Linked DNA regions of Mus musculus: region 2 is linked to region 1. The links are chromatin contacts, called in public promoter capture Hi-C maps. All regions are on one chromosome and are shown on one strand. The core of a region is the stretch at or near the end of the contact, and the rest is flanking DNA. Distances in the headings are between cores, read along the strand shown.

What was found. Promoter capture Hi-C pulls out the DNA fragments that hold promoters and counts their contacts.
Region 2: a promoter capture Hi-C map of pre-B cells shows a contact between it and region 1. The contact joins the promoter of Stim2 here to the promoter of Cpeb2 in region 1. A contact is called at or near these places in 1 of 39 promoter capture datasets (pre-B cells) and 1 of 484 Hi-C or Micro-C datasets (CD4 T cells).

The regions. Positions count from the first base shown.
Region 1 is chr5:43,231,947-43,234,554 of GRCm38.p6, reverse strand. It overlaps Cpeb2 (cytoplasmic polyadenylation element binding protein 2), which reads right to left and starts at 1,302. Exons shown (of 12, transcript NM_001368806.1): 1 at 1-1,302. The coding sequence starts at 1,092. The region is part of intron 1 of Gm7854 (predicted gene 7854); the gene reads left to right.
Region 2 is chr5:53,997,243-53,999,850 of GRCm38.p6, reverse strand. Stim2 (stromal interaction molecule 2) reads right to left here and starts at 1,328. Exons shown (of 12, transcript NM_001081103.2): 1 at 817-1,328. The coding sequence starts at 967.

The DNA.
Region 1 (2,608 bases), core at 53-2,552:
CGGTGGGGGAGACGCGGAGCCGCCTCCCCCTCCGGGGGGTCCCCCGCCCCCGCCGCCGCCGGGGTGCGGCAGGTCCGGGCTCTGCAGGCTGCTGAAGGCGCTGGTGCCGAGCGCCGCGCCGGGCAGGAGGGTGCTGGGGCTGTTGAGCAGAGGGTGGTTGGGCGACTCCATGGAGCCCGGCGCGGGGTTCACCGGCGGCGTCGAGGGGGGCAAGCCCGCATTGGGGGGCTCGGCGGCGCTGCCCTCGCCCGCGGCCGGGGTCTGGCGAGGGCTTCCCGCGCCTCCGTGGCGGCGCCGCGGAGCTGCGGGCGGCGAGGGCGGGAGCTGCGGGAGCTGGGGCAGGTCGACCGGGCGCTGCCGCTGGGCGAAGTCCTGCGGCGGGAGGTGCTGCGTGTGCGGGAGGCTGAACGGCTGAGAGCGCTGGGCGAGCGGCGCCGACTGCAGGAGCGGCCCGGGCGGTGGTGGCGGCGTTGGCGGTGTTGGGCTGAAGCGGCCGGGGCAGTGGAGCGGCGGCGGCGGCGGCGGCGGCTTCGCGTCCGGAGGGTGGGGACGGTGTGGCGGGCTCAACTCTTTCCTCTTCTGGCTGCTCAGCTGCTGCTGCTGCCGCTTACTGAAGTCCTGCGGGGAGGAGGTGCGGCAGCAGCAGCAGGAGGAGGCGGAGGAGGAGGAGGGGTGGTGCAGACTCGGTTTGAAGTCCTGGGAGGGGAGGAGGTGGGTCACACCCGCGTTCGTGCCGCCGCCGGGGTGGTGGCTGGGGAGCTGCTCTGCGGCCGCCGCCCCCGAGAGCGGCCTCGTCGGCTGCTGTGTCAGCCCGAGCAGTAGCTCATCCTGCACGGCCTGGGGATGCGCCACGAGCGGGGAGGAAGAGGAAGCTGCGGCTGAGCTGGCCGCGCCGCCGCCCGAGGGGATGGCGAAGGGGGAGGCGGCCTCGGAGAAGCCGGTGACAGGCAACGGCGGCGGCGACAGCGGGCCGAAGGGCGTGGCGGGCGGCCCGGCGGCGAAGGGCCGGTAGGCGCTGCCGCCGGGCGAGGATCGTGGGCTGCCGCTGCGCAGCAGGGCAGTGTGCAGCACCCCGAACCCGAAGTCCCGCATTTATCAGGCCGGCGGCCGCGGCAGGAGACGCACCCCGTCCCCTGCCCCGCCTAGAAAGCCCCGGGAGCCGTGGCGGCGCGGCCGTGGTGGAAGGATGGGGTCAATGGGAAAGGGACACTGTGACTGAGCCGGGGCACCGACTTGGGGCCCCGCCGCCCCTCACGGAGGCCACCGCCGCCTCCCGGAACCGGCTCCGGCACCACCGCCGCTGCCTCGGCCGCCGCCGCCCTCGCCGCTTAAGAACCCCGGAACGTGCGTCAGCAGCCACCTCACAATCGCGCCGCCCCTTGTCGCGCGCCCTGGCACGCGCGAGCGCGCCGCCGCCGCCGCCGCCGGCCTCGCCCCGCCCCGCCCCTCATTAGCGTGCGTTGTGGACCCTGCGAGGCAGCGGGCGCGCGCGGCGCGTCCCTCAGTCCAGGACCTTGAATGGAGCCCAAGGGGGTGAAAAAAAAGCCGGTGGAAGTTGGGGAGACGGCTAATGGGTCTCGAGCACCGTGCGCGTGCGCACGGAGGCGAGCACGCGCGGGCGTTGCGGACGGTTCCTGGGCAACCGCCCCTCCTGTCCCCTGTCGCACGCGCCCCCTCCTCAGGCCCCGCCCTGTCCCAGCCCCTGGGGTCACGTGAAGTGCCGCTGTCCCAGACCTGCTAGCAGGACTAGGGCGCTAAGCTTGCAGGACTCTAGAAGGTCCCATGCTCTGTGGTCGGGTGCGAGCCGCGCGTGCTGTCACCCACCCTTGCCACCGCTGGAAGGCATTTTTTTTTGTTTGTTTTTTAAGAGTAAAACGCGAAACACCGGCGCCTTTTGCAGCAAACATTTCCACTTCAGCAAGGGGAACAAAGTCTGGGAGCCGACAGGGCTCTGCGTGGTTACTCGCGCAGGAGAGCTCTGAGTAGGTTCTGAGACCAGCTCCTCCTGGCCCCGCTGCTGCAAGCCCTGGGTGCGCTGTCACCACAACCCAGGGGTGCCGGACTCCTCCTCTACAAGTTCTTTCTGGCTTCCTTCCCCCGGGAGACTCTCATCGGAACATTTCCGAAGCTTTATTAATTTTCAAGGGAGAAAGATTTCTCACATCAGGGGGGAAAGGAGATTGTGACTCAGCAGCGGACTTGTTGAGGCTTGTAAAGTGGAAGGGGAAAGGCTTTCCATGTAGACAGAGGAGCGCTGGATGGGGACTTAATCCAGTGTAATTCCTCCCCACAGGAACATTTTACACAGAGAAAACCACACTTGACTGTTTAGTCCAATGATAACTGATCCACACGACATAATAAAGAATTGTATGTTCTTAGTTTTTATTTTTAAGTTTTCCTGGTGCTTAGAAAACTGAAATTACTGAATGGATTCCAGAAATACCTACTGAAATCTCAACAGTTTGCAGAAAGTTGATTCAGACTGGACTAATGATGTTGTAACTTACTAGTCTCTTAAGGAAGTTAGGTAGATGTCTTTCTGAAGCCCCTGTCAGTTGAATTTGGTTCCTCATCTTATTTCAAAAGTATGCAAGTCAAATAATCA
Region 2 (2,608 bases), core at 79-2,578, about 11 Mb before region 1:
TCAGGACCTTTACATCACTGCTTAAACCACACCAGATCAGTTATATAAGACAACGAAGGCTGTAAAAGCATACAATTTTCTACTTAACCTTACCAAACATATTTGCAAGTTTTCAGTAAGTGCTAGAACGTTCTGTGTTTAAAAAAGGTACTGGTGCACTCCATCAGAACTATGCTGCCCAAATCCACGTCACAAATATCCTGCACTTGGTAAATTGTAGGTGTGTTTCTGGTTACCTGCTGCGCTTTCTGCACCCTTTGTCACCCAGTGATGCTCTCAAACAGCATATACTTTCCATCCCTTAAAGCGTCCTCGTACCCCCACAAAAACACACCAGACTTTGACGTTTCTTCATACTAACACAGAACCACTAGTGCCACTAGGTGCTGTGGCTCTCAAAGAATCTCTTCAGCAGCTTCCCCTGGGACAGGGCGCTCAGCCCGGCTCTCGATCGGTAAGAAGCTGCCAGCCGCCTTTGCAAAGGCAACAGGGGCCAACTCCATACCGCATTGCTGCTGCTGCTGCCGCCGCCTACTTTCTTTGGCGGCTTTGGGAAGAGGGGAAATGAGCCCAGTCCCCTACAGACCCCACTGGTCCCTTCGGCAGCACGAAAGAGAAACCACTGCATTGCTCAGCTGGGAAGCTCGCAGGAGCCCACTAAGGGCGAAGAAAGCACAGTAGAGGCGCCAGTCGGTGGACTAGGAAGGCGTCCGAAGTGCGACGACCGGCGCCAAGGCAACCGCTAGGCGCCCTCTCGGGGGATGGGGTCCTGCCGGGAGTCCCGCCAAGCCTGCCCGTCGCCCGCACGGGCCTCACCTGTCAGCAGCGCCTGGCGCTCGCCCGCAGCCGCAGCCGAAGGAGACGCCGCCGCTCCGGCCGATCCCGACGCGCGCCGCCCGCGGAGGTGCCGGGGCACCAGATCGCATCCGTCCGCCACGCCGGCCACCAACAACCCGAAGAGCAGCATTGCTGCCCAGCGCCGCCGGAGAGGGCGGCCCGAGGCCCGGCCCGGTGCCACGGCGGGAGGAGCGCTCACAGGAGCCGCCGGCCACTCGCTCACCGCCAGCTGCCCGGGGCCCGGCCGCCTCGGAAGCGGACTCCCGCCGGGTGCTGACCCGCTCCCTTCACCGGCGGCCCGCGAAGCTCGGCTCGCCGCCGCGTTCATTGGTTCCGGTTATTTAAAAAAAAAAAAAAAAAAAAAAGTGGGGGAGCGCAGTGGTACGGCGTCTTCCGACCCAGCGCGACACCCGCGCAGCTGCCGCGGCGACACCGGGATCCGCTGCTCTGGCGCGGCCAAGCCCCAGCCCAGCGCCCGCGCCGCCGCCGCGGCGCATCCCCCCGCCCCCTCCGGCCCGCGCCCGCCGTAGTACCACGCTCGGCCGGGCCACCTCCCTCCCCTCACACACTCGCTCTCATACCAATCCCCCGCCTCCCTCAGCCCCGCCACGGCGCAGGCGCAACGCCGCGGCACTGCGCGTGCGTGGTCGTGGGCCCCGCCCCTAGGGGCGTTCCCAGACCGATAGGCGGGGCGTGGGACAGCCGCCCAGGCTGTGCTTCAGGAGCCAGAGAAGCTGAGCGGGAGGAAGGAGTGAGTCTCGCCCACGCCGTGATCTGATGATGGGCAGCCTGGAGACCTGGATAAAGCGTATCGACGTCGCAGATCCTCTGAGTGCTTTAACCCCGTGGGTCAAAAAAAACCTTGCAGTGGGAAACAGCGGCCTCCCCTAACTTGGATGTTGGTGGGGGTTACCGGTTGCCAGCTTTGTAGAAGCGGAGGGAAACCCAGCCTAGCTTTGTATTTACTTGACAAACATTTGGCAAAGCGCATACCTTGTGCCAGAGTGCTAGGAATTTCTCTAAGCAATTTACAGTGGCATAGTGTAACTCAATCTCATCGCCATTTTACATGTGACGAAACCCAAGCGCTGAAATGTTAAAATAGCTTAACCAACCCACCGGCCCATAGCTAATAAATGGACATGGCCCGATTTATCAACTACTGAATGGAAATGTTCGAATAATGTGCTCTAGCTTCTTACTATTTTCCATGCTGACACTGAAGGCAGTCACTGCCACTCATCTGCCAAACCACCACTTCTATAGACTGCCAGCTGAACAGGTTGCCCCAACTACAACATAGACTTGACCATTTTGCTTATCTGCAATGAAGCAGTTTTGTGGATGCTCTTGCAATTCTGCTCCAGATCCAATTGATCTAAAAGGGGAAAAGAACCGGAATCTATTTCTTCAAGTAGATGCTACCATTGCAATGGGACTATGTTGTTGTTATTGTTGTTGGCTGTTTTTTTATTTTGTTTCAATTGTGGTAGGAGTCCTCAGGATGTGACCCAGGTAAATGGCACTCAGAGGCAAGCTACATACCTCAGAGACCCATATCAAAGCATTTCTTCAGAAAACCTTTGAAATGTAAAAGGAGGTGTTGAACACACACACATATTTAAGAACTCGAAGCTAGGATTGTTAAGAACATAGGTCTGACTACTGTTGGATTTTGTTGTTGGCTTGCAGTTTAGATCAGTTTGTTCCAGAAGTCAAGAAGTCAAATACATAACAATTCCTTAGGAAGCTTGACCAAAAGAATGTCGGG